2 separate regions of the Ovis aries genome follow, and region 2 is linked to region 1. Evidence: chromatin contacts called from public Hi-C data. All regions are on one chromosome and are shown on one strand. Each heading gives the region's core, a stretch centred on a gene start, on an enhancer-like site or on the middle of the called end of the contact. The rest is flanking DNA. Distances are from core to core; before and after follow the strand shown. Region 1 overlaps LOC132658655 (a long non-coding RNA gene). Region 2 holds the start of TRNAR-CCU (transfer RNA arginine (anticodon CCU)).

Region 1 (5,833 bases), core at 2,261-4,760:
ACACAATTATATGATAAATAATAATTATATTATAAATAATAAATTTGTAATAAGAGAAACATTAATTCAAAGTCTATGAAACATAGAGGAAGAATTTACCCTGAAAGTGAGGAAAGAGGAAGAGAAGACAGTGGTATTTAGAAGAAATAGCTTCCCTGGGGTGTGGCCTTGAACCCCCATCTGAAAAGTCTGGAGGTGGGTTTTTACAGCTGGTCCAGTGGTTGGCCATACAGGGGCCTCACCTCCACCAGCCTTGGTTTAGGCAGGCTTCAAAATGAGAGTGCTTTTTCCACCCTTGCTTATCCAGCCCAAGCCCTGGGGCACAAGCGTGCGTGACGGGGCTTGACTTTCCCGGACAGAATTCTGGTGGCTGCTTCTGAAAAGCAAAACACAAAGGAAATAACCCCTCTGTCCTGGACGGAGCAGACCTGCCGCCTCTCCCTTTGTGGCTGCTCCCTGCTGTCTGCTTCTGAGTGACTGCTTCTTTGGCTGATGTAGTGAAACCAAGAGACGTCTTTGACCTCGGGGTATTTATAGCCAGGAAGTAGGAAAGTATCACGAGTAAAACCAGAGAGGGGAAACCATACAAGGTCCCCTGGGAAACGGTTCGAGTTTGTGTAAGCGTGTGTATGTGTGTGTGAGAACGATTTAGTCAAAGTCTTGATTAGAAGGAAGCCTGCGTGGCTAGGTCAAGTGAAAGATCAGCATCTTTTGCCTGTTCTGAACTTAGTCTCCCTATCTGTGAAATGGGACGAGTGCTTGTTCTGTGAGGCCCCTCTTGGGCACATGAGGGGGTGGAAGTGACATAATTACAAACTGCTGTCAACATGAAGTGTTCTAGAGGGCTTCCAACCCAATAAGAGAAACCACAGAATTGCTGGCTGAGAGGGAAAAATATGTTTAAACATCAACAGTTCAACTATCTGTGGCATCCCAAGCCTTCCTTCAAGTTTCTCTTGTCATGATGTAGTAACAGCTGAGAACAGTCAGCCCTGGGGATGAGGAGCTTCAGTCTGTTCGGCACAGAATGTCCTTGGCTCCCGGGCGGTTCTCAAACGGAAGCAGCTCTGAGACCTGGGAGGCCCAGCTGGGGGCAGCTCTGGGTGAGCGGCGGGCCATGCTGGTACTGGCAGAGCTGAGCCTTCGGATGGAGCTGGATGAGCAAGGAATTGAGGAGAGGAAGGAACCGGTCTCCAAGGGCCACAGAACAGCACTGTGCCCCTGCTCTTAGGAGGCTGGTGAGTACGTCTGGGCCTGACACCCTCTGATCCCCCTTGAAACCGTGTCCCCTCTTGCAGAAGTGCAATGGGGGTGACATCTGCATCAGATGATGAATCATTGCAGAGGTTCCCAGGTAGTGCTGTTGGTAAAGAATCTGCCTGACAATGCAGGAGACACCAAAGATGCAGTTTCGATCCCTGGGTCAGGAAGATCCCCTGTGATAGGAAACGGCAACCCATCCCAGTATTCTTGTCTAGAAAATTCCATGAGCAGTGGAACCTGGCAGGTTACAGTCCACTGGGTTGCAAAGAGTCAGACGCGACTGAGCATGCAAGGTCAAGGCAATCCAGCTTGGCTGTAGACGTAGTACTTGGCGTGGAGGGATGGTGACCGTATACCTTTTTGCACAGCTGGGGTGCTATTTTGAAAATAAAAGGAGGTGCTGTTAATGATTACTCTGGGTAACGAGAATAAACTGAAATGGCCTGGGTACAGGGAGCATGTGGTCACTCACCTAGAGGTCATGAGAGACACACAGCTTATCCCATGTGCTTTCCCATGGAAAGGCAGCCAGCTACTCCCCAAGGGTTAGAGAAAGAGTTCCAGTGATTCCTCCTGTGAAGGGCTTGGCCAGTTCTTGTCTTGGGTTTTCCCAGGACAACAGAAGGGTGAATGGGAGGTCTGGTTTAGAGACCCAAGCTGGAGTCCCCACAATCCCTCCCGTTTTCCCAGAGTTTCATATTTTTCAGAAACATTCACAAGATCTACCATTTGATGGGAAAATCTCACCCAACAGAGCAAGAGTGGATATGGCGGCTTGTCATTGGAGGGGTGAGGAACTAGAGGAGCATTTGAGCCCAAAGCCATCAGCCTGCGAGGAGTGAATTCATCTCCCAGTACCTGCCCGAGGGTGGTTCTCTCCACTAAGCTGCCCATCAGGACAATGGCTAAAGTCTGAATGTCTTATAATGCATTTCTACCCAACTGGTAACCTTTTTATAAAAATTACTACTTACTCATGTTTTGGCTGCACGGGATCATTGTTGCTTGCAGGCTTTCTCTAGTTGCAGAGAGAGGGGACGACTCTCTAGTTGTGCTTGGGCTTCTCATTGCGGTGGCTTTTCTTGTTGCAGAGCACGAGCTCTACAGGGCGGGCTTCAGTAGTTGCGGTGCATGGGCTTAGTTTCCCCTCGGCATGTGGAATCTTCCTGGAGCAGGGATCGAACCCATGTCCTCTACATTGACAGGCAGATTCTTAACCATTGGGCCACCAGGGAAGTCCTCGGCTGGTAACCTTTGAGAGAGTGCACAAAATCAGAAAGGACAAACCCCTGCTGTGCATGGAGCAGAGAAGCCCTTTGAGATGGAGAGGGGAGGCTAGGAGCCTGTCCAGGCTGTGCGACCAGGCCTCCACCCAGGTCTTTTGGTGTCCCTGTGGTTTTACAATGGCAGCCGAGCCCAGAACCTGTCAGTTAGAGGCCAGGAGGGCAGCTGGATGCAGAATGCATCACCCTATCCTCCACAGGAGAGGAACTTACAACCCCTGTGATTTCAGGGAACAGCAGGAAGTCAGAGCTGAAAGTGGCCTTGAGACCCACCTCCTCCAGCTTTTTAATCTAAAAGGTGAGGAAGCTGGGGGACTTCCTCCTGGTCCAGTAGTTAGGAATCTGCCTTGCAATGCAGGAGACTTAGGTTCTATTGCTGTTCAGGGAACTAAGATCCCACATGCTGAGCAGCAACTAAGTATGTACATTGTAAGTAGAGAGTTAGTGTGCTGCAACAAAAGATCCTGGGTGCTGCACATAAGGCCTGATGCAGCCAAATAAATAAGTAAATATTTTTAAAAGGTGAGGAATCTGATGTGTAGAGGTGGAGGAGGAGGCCAAACATGTTTATTTCATGCCAAGCATCTCACTTGCACGAATCTCAATTCCTTTGCAAAACCTTCTGAGATAGGAAATCTCATCTGAGATGAACTCTGTTGCCCCAACTAGTTAAGTGGGGAGGCAGGATTTGAACTCAGGCCTCTGCCTACTCCAAACCCACGCTCTTTGTACCCAAGGCCCTGCCTTCCCCTGAGGCGCTCTGTCTGGAATTGGTCAGGCCAAGCTGAAGGGACACTGACCCCGGTCTAGATCTTTTTTAGGTCAACCTTTATTGTAAATATTTTCCCTTTGATTTTGCAACCCTCAGCAATTACTTACCAGGGCTGCGTGGTGAAGATAAGCTTATGAGAGAGGAACCTCCTGCCTCACTCGAGTGAACCACAGTGGTTTCAGGAAGACTCTCAGGTCGTTCAGGGCAATTAACCCCAGCAGTGAACACCAAGTCCATTCTGGAGATATGACCAGGGTTCATTGTTTTGTGATCTCAGAAAAACTGGGTGAGTCAGAGGCAAATCAGGCCTGAGATGAGGTGGTAGGATGTTTTGGCAGGGCCTGAGAGCCCACCCCACTCCAGCAGAGGCCCCTCCTGGCCCTGGGGAGGTGCACAGTTGTGGGACTGCACTGACGGGCCAACAGCAGCCGATTTAGCCCCGCCAGGTAGCCCACTCCCTCGCAGAGACAGTGCCAGGCAAGGTGGGATCCTGTCTGGGGATGGGAGGGGTGGTGGGGAGAGGCAGGTGGATGCGGTCCTGGGCAAGTGACCCCAAGGCTCACTCTCGTGTGGTCATCTCTGATCTATTTTCTCTGGAGATGCTGGAGAATCCAGAGGAGAAGGAGCAGTGGGAACTACATTCCCAAGAAGACCATGTGTCCCAAGAAGGAAGCAACAGTGTCTCACATGGGACTGGTGGTCTGTCTGGACGGAGACTGGGTCCACCAGTGAAGGGTTCAGGGGACTGTCCTTGAGGCAAGAGTCAGCACTGTAGGTCCTGGTGCCCTCCCTCTCTGCCTGCATTCAGGGTCCGGTATTTGTAGTCGTCTGCCTTCTCTCTTGGCTCAGCGCTTACCATATCCTTGAGAAACAGGCCAACACAGGTGGGTCTCTACCCACCAGGCTGATGTTTGGAGCTCTGATCCACACAGAGGCAAACAAACCAGGTTCTTGAGCTCACTCAAGGGAGCCAGCACTCCCTTGAATGAACTTTTTGGCCAACTCAATACATACTAGATTTTGCATCTCTAAAAAAGACGGACATTTCAGATGTCATAATATTACTGTTCGAGACCTAAAAATAGAAATAATTCCTTGCTTTCACCCAATCCAATCCAGATGGAAATTTTTCCGATTGTCCCATTTTTTTTTTTCTAACAGTCGATTCTTTTGAATCAAGTGTGTCATTTGAATTGGTTGAGGTTTTTAAAGGAATGAGGCCAGTTCTGCAGAAACCCCCAGGTCTGGCTTTTGCCTTTCTCTCCCACACTGATGCTCAGCTTACAGTCCTTATTACAGCTGCCCTCAGTTGTGTCCACAGCTGAACTGGCCTTTCTGCTCCGTCTGTATCATGAGCTTTTCTTGGGGACAGGTGCTTTGAATTCCTTGTGGTTCCCAAGAGAGTGCATTGTGCATAATAAGTGTTCTGTTTATTCTCAAAACATCACTGTATCAGAGGAATCACAAGGTTTTTCTGTTTGCCAACTTAAAACTTAAGGGCTTGAGATTTTTGAAACCCTTCCATGAATGGGACTGACTGACTGGGTCCAGAGATGTTTGTGCACAGAGCAGAAGGTAGACCAGATAAACTTTAAGACCCATGATGACTCTACAATACTGGCTGCTGTTCGACTTTGTCCTCCAACTTTGCTCTGGGATTCATCAATATTCTGGTGGTTAGATTCCATGATCTGAGAAAGAAGATTTGGACACACTTTCTTGCCACCACTTTTTACAGCTTGGCAAGGGGCAGAAAGGGTGCCCTCCCCTCCGTGGTTGCTGTGTCATTTAGTGAGATTGCTTGGAGCCAAGGTCTTGGTGTGTCTGGGTGGTGGCACCTCCTGCCCCTTGCTCTGCTTTCTGACCCAACTCTCTGATCTCATAGCCTCTGACTTATTTCTAGAGGTGTAATCTATATGCCATATTGCAAGCGAGTGAGAAAATATGGCTTGGATTATGGAGTGTGGGATTTATTCATTCAACAAGAATTTTCTGAGAATCTGTCATGTACTAGGTCCTGTCTTCCTAGGTTCTGGGGGTTTCAAGGTGGTCAAGATACACTTTGTTGAGAAGGAGTTCACTGTTTAATGAAAGAGAGCATCAGTGCCATGGTGGAAGGGAGCCAGGGCGCTATGGAAGACAGAGAAAGGCAACCATTTCAGTCTGGAGAACTTGGAGGAAGCAGATTCTAAGCCAAGTATTGAAAGGCATATAGGAATTTGCTGAGAGAAAGGGAAGGAGAAGAGGGAAGAACTTTGTAGATGTATTTCAAGGAGAGAGAATAGCATGTGGAATGGGAAACCACATTTACTACATATTTTCAGAGATGTTTGTAATTCACATTTCACAAATAATTATAAAAAGACCTCAGGGAGGTTAAATGATTTAGCTAAGGTGGGGGCCAAAGAAGAATTAGAATTATGGTCACTGATTCTCTAAGAAGCAGTTTAGCACCCTGATTTTATTCCATGCCCATATAGTAGCACCCACTCCCTCTGCTCAGCAATTGAAACAC
Region 2 (5,833 bases), core at 1,579-4,078, 190 kb before region 1:
GTGGCTCCAGGGAGATGAGGTGTATTGCACTGGGCGGGGTGATCTCGCTTTTTCTTAGAGACAGGAAGAAGCTTTTAGAGGATCCTGTCTAGAGCTTTTAAAGCTTTTAATAGGGGATGTTTACTGAAGGGGAACATGGCAGCTTTTAACAGGTGACATTGTTTACTGAAGGGGGACATGGCGGGAGGAGGTTGGGGGAACCCCACGGGGAGTGGAAAGCTGCTCGGGGCTCCTCCCTCCTCCCCTAATCCCAGACACCCATTCCCTGCTGGCCACCTCAGCTCTGATGGGAGACTGACTTGGACCCAGTCTGACCCACTTTCAAATTCTGGGGAGGAAGAACCAGATTGGGTCGCCTGGGACAGCTGTCCATCTCTTGGGTAGTCAGTCGTCATCTGGGAATGCAGTGACGACGTACAGACGTGGTGTTAGGGCGTCTGCTGGCGTGGTGGGGGGTCATGACAACTGTGGTCCAGGCAAGCACCTCAGAAGTGCCCACGAAGAGACCTCTGGTGCTCCTTCTCTGGTGGTGGCTGGGACTCTGTGCTCCCAACATAGAGAGTCCGGGTTTGATCCTAGGTTGCAGAACTAAATTCCCCATCCCACAATTAAGAACTGGTGCAGCCAAATGAAAAGTAAAGTAAAATAAAATGAAAAATTAAAAAAAATTGGCTATGGCACTGTGGAACCCTTTGTTCATATAAGATCTTTTATTTTCAATTGTAGAAGACGTTTTCACAATCGATAGCCAGACAAAACATAAAAAATCATTACAAGTGCAAGCCATAATGGAAACATGATTAAACTAACAATATAAAATAATTACATACTATTTGGGGGCCAAGCAGAGTGATGTGGTAAGTGGAAGGGCATCCATGCGCGTGTTTTCGTCTGCCCAGTCATTCTGTCTTTTGTGCATTTAATCCATTTACATTTAAGGTAATTATCGATATGTAGGATCCTATTACCATTTCCTTAACTGTTTTGGGTTTATTTTGTGTATTTCTTTTTTCCCCCTTCTCTTGTGTTTCCTGCTTAGAGAAGTTCCTTTAGCATTTGTTGTGAATCTGATTTCAGTTCAGTTCAGTTCAGTTCAGTCGCTCAGTCATGTCTGACTCTTTGTGACCCCATGGACTGTCGCCTATCAGGCTCCTCCTTCCATGGGATTTTCCAGGCCAGAGTGCTGGAGTGGATTCCCATTTCCTTCTCCAGGGGATCTTCTCGACCCAGGAATCGAACCCGGGTCCCCTGCATTGCAGGCAGACACTTTTACCGTCTGAGCCACCAGGGAAGCCCAAAGCTGATTTAGTGGTGCTGAATTCTCCTAACTTTTGCTTGTCTGTAAGATCTTGCCTAGCAGCCAACTATGGAAAAAAATGGACAAAGGCCGAGTTGTTCTGGTAAAGGAGGTGGTAACCAAAGTCCCGCCAAACTGATATCCCTCTGCTAGTGCTGAGGAGTGAGTTTTGAAAACTGTGGATCTCACTGTATCTCCTGGTTTTATGGAACAGGTTCAGACGGTAAAGAATCTGCCTGCAATGTAGGAGAGCTGGGTTCGATCCCTGAGTGGGGAAGATCCCCTGGAAGAGGGCATCGTAACCCACTCCAGTATTCATGCCTGGAGAAGCCCATGGACAGAGGAGCCTGGCGGGTTAGTCTATGGGGTCACAAGAGCCGGATAAAACTGAGCACAGAAGCTAGCACATGAGGTCACTGCCTCAGAGGTTCACAGCAGCTCAGCGTCAGGGTGTGAAGAGCATCAAGAGCCTGGACTCCTGGGGGAACGTTCTTATGGAGGTCCACTTGCTCCTTGATTCCAGGTACCAAACACACAACAGCTGGCAAAGTCTCCTATTTTAGTAAAATGCCTCTCTTTGGAAAGAAAGCTATTTGTGGAGTTCTAAGCCAAATTGATTTTGATTTACAGGGTTGAAAAAAGAAAAAAAAGAAAGCAACTACAGTCAAATGAAATGCCAGGAGATTTGTGTCCTGAGCTGGAAGTTTAGCCTGATTAGGTTTCCGTAGGTGTGCTCACCTTGCCTCGTCTCGCTCAGCATCCTTCTGCCCTCGCTCTCCCTTGAACATAGACGAGGGTCTGAGGGCCCAGAAAGGCTTGCTCTGGTCACTGACCACTTTTCCGGTTGCAAATACGCTTTGGTGTCTCTCATGGGATAACGCCTCCAGGCAACGCCTGTGTGTGGGTAGGCAGAAGCTAAACGAAGCAGGAACCTGGTAAGCTTGGTCGCCTCTATCCATTTGGGTTATTTTATTTTTCAAAAAGAAGCTCATCTTATTTGTCCTTCGGGAAACACAATTTATATCTTATCTATTTATTTATTTATTTGTCTGCATCGCAGCATACTGGATCTCTGATCTTCCTTGTGGCATGGGGAATCTGTAGCTGCAGTACGTGGGATCTCATTCCCTGACCAGGGATCGAAGCCGGGACCCCTGCGTCGAGACTGCAGAGTCTTAGCCACTGGACCACCAGGGAAGTCCCTCCACTGGGGTTTTTAAGGGTGCACTTGGGGAGCTCTCTTGGCCGTGTCCTTGCAAACCATTCTAGGGAAGAGTTTGGCTATGCGGCTGGAGGCTGGCCCCCGGCCATCAGCTGGGTGCCCTTTGAAAGTCCGGCCGCTCCTCTCTCCACAGGGCCGTGGGGGCTGTCCAGAGGCTCTGCCCTGCACCTCTGCCCTGCGCCTGCTCGCTCAGCCACTGGATGGCACTGTTAGAACTGGAGAAAAGAGGCTTCCTCCCCTGAAACCGTTTTCCCTCATTCCAATCCTCTCCAAACTGTCATTTCCACCCACCTCCTTCCAAACAGAACAGAACAAAATCATTTCGTAGCCTGTTCCTGTTGCTCTGCCCCCAACCCAGTCTGCCCTGTCCGTCCCTGGGTGCCTGCAAAGAGGAGTAGCCCAGCTGCCTCCTTTTCTGCCCTCAGGGTCCCCTCTGTCCATCCTATTTTTGCATCTTTATCATTCTGTGTGTGGTGGGGGTGGGGGCCCCTCTAGAGTTTCAGGCAATCTAGGGAAGCAGCAAGGGCCGTGAAAGACTTATAAGGACCTGGGGGCCTAAAAGAGAAAGCAGAAGTGCCTGCAATCCTTCTGGTCGCATGACTTGTGTTCTAGAAGGAAAAAGAAACTAGGGCTGCATGCACAGAGGCAGCGTGGAGCAGGGTCACTGGGAGAAGGGGCTGGAAGGGGGAAAGGGGCGGGGAAGAATGTGCCGAGTGCAGGAAACGGGCTCTCGGCAGTGGAATCTTGGCGTCAACTTGGCCACTCAAAAGCTTTCTGTTCCTGGCTTCTGAGCTGCCGCTGTGTCAGAACCCCCTCCGCTGGGTCAAGGGTGGGTAGAGGCCTGAGCAGCCCTCGCCCTCATGCACTGGTTTTGACCCTTGCTTCCCAGTTCTGGCTGCTACTTCCTCTTCCTGTGAGATGTGAGTGGGGAGCAGACTGAGAGGACCAAGAGCTGGAGGAGAGAAAACATAGCTGTCCCCCACGTTTGCACACCTATCTCAGGTCCCCCAGACTGCCCGTCGCTGCTGCCTCAGCTCGCTTCCCTCTCAGGGGAGGCGAAAACAACATTTCTTGGGAGGAATTCGCTCTGAGAAAAGCATTTTCCCCTAACAATGACCAGGAAATCCTGTCTTGACTGATATTCTCAAGGTGTGCTGGCCTCTTGGCAGAGTCATTTGAAGGCTTATTCAACCATGCAAACGCCCATGAGACACGGTTCCCAAACTCTGTGGAGGTGTGCTGGCCACACCCCTCCCCTTGGCCAACCCTGACCTTGAGCAGGGAGCCCGGCCAGCTCGCCCAGCCTGCCTGCAGGTGGGAGGTCTCTCTGCTGACTCAGGCCCAGACTGGGTCAGGTGCCTGCCTTCAGTCCCATGAGTAATACCCTGCCTGTCCTCTGCAAAGGGCCTTCCCAGGATTAATGAATTAGTCACCCCCCGGGAGAGCGAGGGAGCAGGTTATGGTCATCCTCATTAAGGCCTTGCCTCATAAGGCCTGCCTCAGGCCAGTGAGCGTCTGGATGTGGGTGCAGGCAGACAGTGGCTCAGGGTGTCCCAGGGAGAGGCCCCTCCAGGGCGCAAGGGAGGCTGGAGCTTCTCACTGGGCAGCTGGGGGCTTCACCCACTGAGGGCCGAGGGGAGGGGACTGGAGAGTCTCAGGTCCACGTGAGAAGATGCAGACAGTTTGACACAGGCTCAGCCACGCAGTTCCACAGTCTGCTCTGCACAATTCAGAAACTGACGCCGATGGGCCTCCCACCATTCTGCCCCTCCAAGCAGGTCGTCCAGATATTTATGAAATGCGCCTCGGAACCCTTTCCTTTCTGTGTCTGCGTGGGGATTTCAAATGACTAAAAGTGATAAAGCACAGGTCATTATAGGACCCTGCAAAGCAAAAGCATGTTGTGAATGCCTAGGAGAGCAGGGGCCCCACGTCCCTCTGGGTCACGGGGCCCCCAAAGAGGTTTGTCTTCTTTCGGGAGCAGGACACAGGTGAGAGAGCTTTAGGAGGTAAGAATGTGTCCTGATGGCAGAGCTAGGACCCAAGCACCTTCTGGAAGCCAGACAGCAGAGCAATCCTTTCGGTCAACCCTGTCTGCAGCTGCTTTTTATAAACTTGGCATAAATACGTGCTTGGAAATGCCCGGGCAGTGTATCTGGAAAATATTTTCTACCATTTGAAAATACACACACACACATATACATGCTTAGAAAGGAAAAAAACACACACACAACAGAAACCGTGCATGTTACAGAATGCCTTCACTTGCGGTTTTTTTCCATTACTTCCTCAGTTCATTTTTCTGCTGCCAATTTTAGAAGGCCATAAGTCATAGTTGTTGTTAAACTTTGTCAGTTAAAATGTAACTCTAAGAACAAGTCATATGATCCATTGGAGCCAAATGGCCTTTTGGAAAGCGTGGTGGTGGGAGGTAGGAGAGCCAGCCCTGGCGTCTCTTCTCTGCTGTGTGTTATGTGTCCTGCCCACGAGAAAACAGAGTCCCCTGTTGCTGGCCTCGGCTCCCAAAGGCCACTGATCCGAGGGAGGGAGGCTTTTCAACTTTTATTCTGTGTGACCCAGGCATGGAACATAATCTTGTGTTTTGAAGTGCTCGTGTGTGCTAAGTCGCTTCAGTCATGTCCAACTCTTTGTGACCCTATTGACTGTAGCCCGCCAGGCTCCTCTGTTCATGGGATTCTCCAGGCAAGAATATTGGAGTGGGTTCCCATGCCCTCCTCCAGGGGATCTTCTGGATCTGGGGATCGAACCTGCGTCTCTTACGTGTCCTGCATTGGCAGGCGGGTTACCACTAGCACCACCTGGGGAGTCCTCAGTCTTACACAATAATGAAATTCTCAATTGTTGAGAGAGACTTGTATATGTAAGTTTTTTTAAAATGTGGACATTTACTTATTTATCTTATTTATGGCTGTGCTGGGTCTTATTAACTGTTGCGGCACGCAGGCGCTTCTGCCTTTATTGTAGCATGTGGGATTTAGTTCCCTGACCAGGGGTCGAACCTGGGCCCTCTGCATCAGGAGTGTGGAGTCTTAACCACTGGACTACCAGGGACGTCCCCTCCTCATGGAGGTTTTACTCTAGTGGGATCGATGGACAGACAGACACGGGCTGACTCACCCCTACAGTGCCTTTTGCACATGAGGCTAGCTACATCCCTGGAGCAGAGGGACAGATGGCTAAGAGCCACCAGGAAAGACGGCTTTATCACAGGCAGAGTGGGATACCCTTGGGTCTGTCATGTACTGTCTAGAGCCTGCCCGCCTTCCCTGTGGAGTGGGCACAATGCCACTGCT

Evidence for each region. A called contact is a pair of places that touch in the nucleus more often than the background predicts.
Region 2: a Hi-C map of liver shows a contact between it and region 1, with 6 times the contacts expected there. The contact joins two enhancer-like sites. A contact is called at or near these places in 2 of 16 Hi-C or Micro-C datasets (liver and skin fibroblasts).

What each region holds. Positions count from the first base shown.
Region 1 is chr25:7,023,173-7,029,005 of ARS-UI_Ramb_v3.0, reverse strand. The region is part of intron 1 of LOC132658655 (a long non-coding RNA gene); the gene reads left to right. Among named protein-coding and RNA genes, the nearest start is that of TRNAR-CCU, 190 kb to the left of the region's middle. Within about 2 kb of position 3,510, at least 7 of the 54 cell types and tissues checked have an H3K27ac peak or open chromatin away from gene starts, as enhancers often do. A contact at or near this core is called in liver, where this site is marked.
Region 2 is chr25:7,216,151-7,221,983 of ARS-UI_Ramb_v3.0, reverse strand. It overlaps TRNAR-CCU (transfer RNA arginine (anticodon CCU)), which reads right to left and starts at 5,591; the gene lies at 5,519-5,591. Within about 2 kb of position 2,828, at least 32 of the 54 cell types and tissues checked have an H3K27ac peak or open chromatin away from gene starts, as enhancers often do. A contact at or near this core is called in liver, where this site is marked.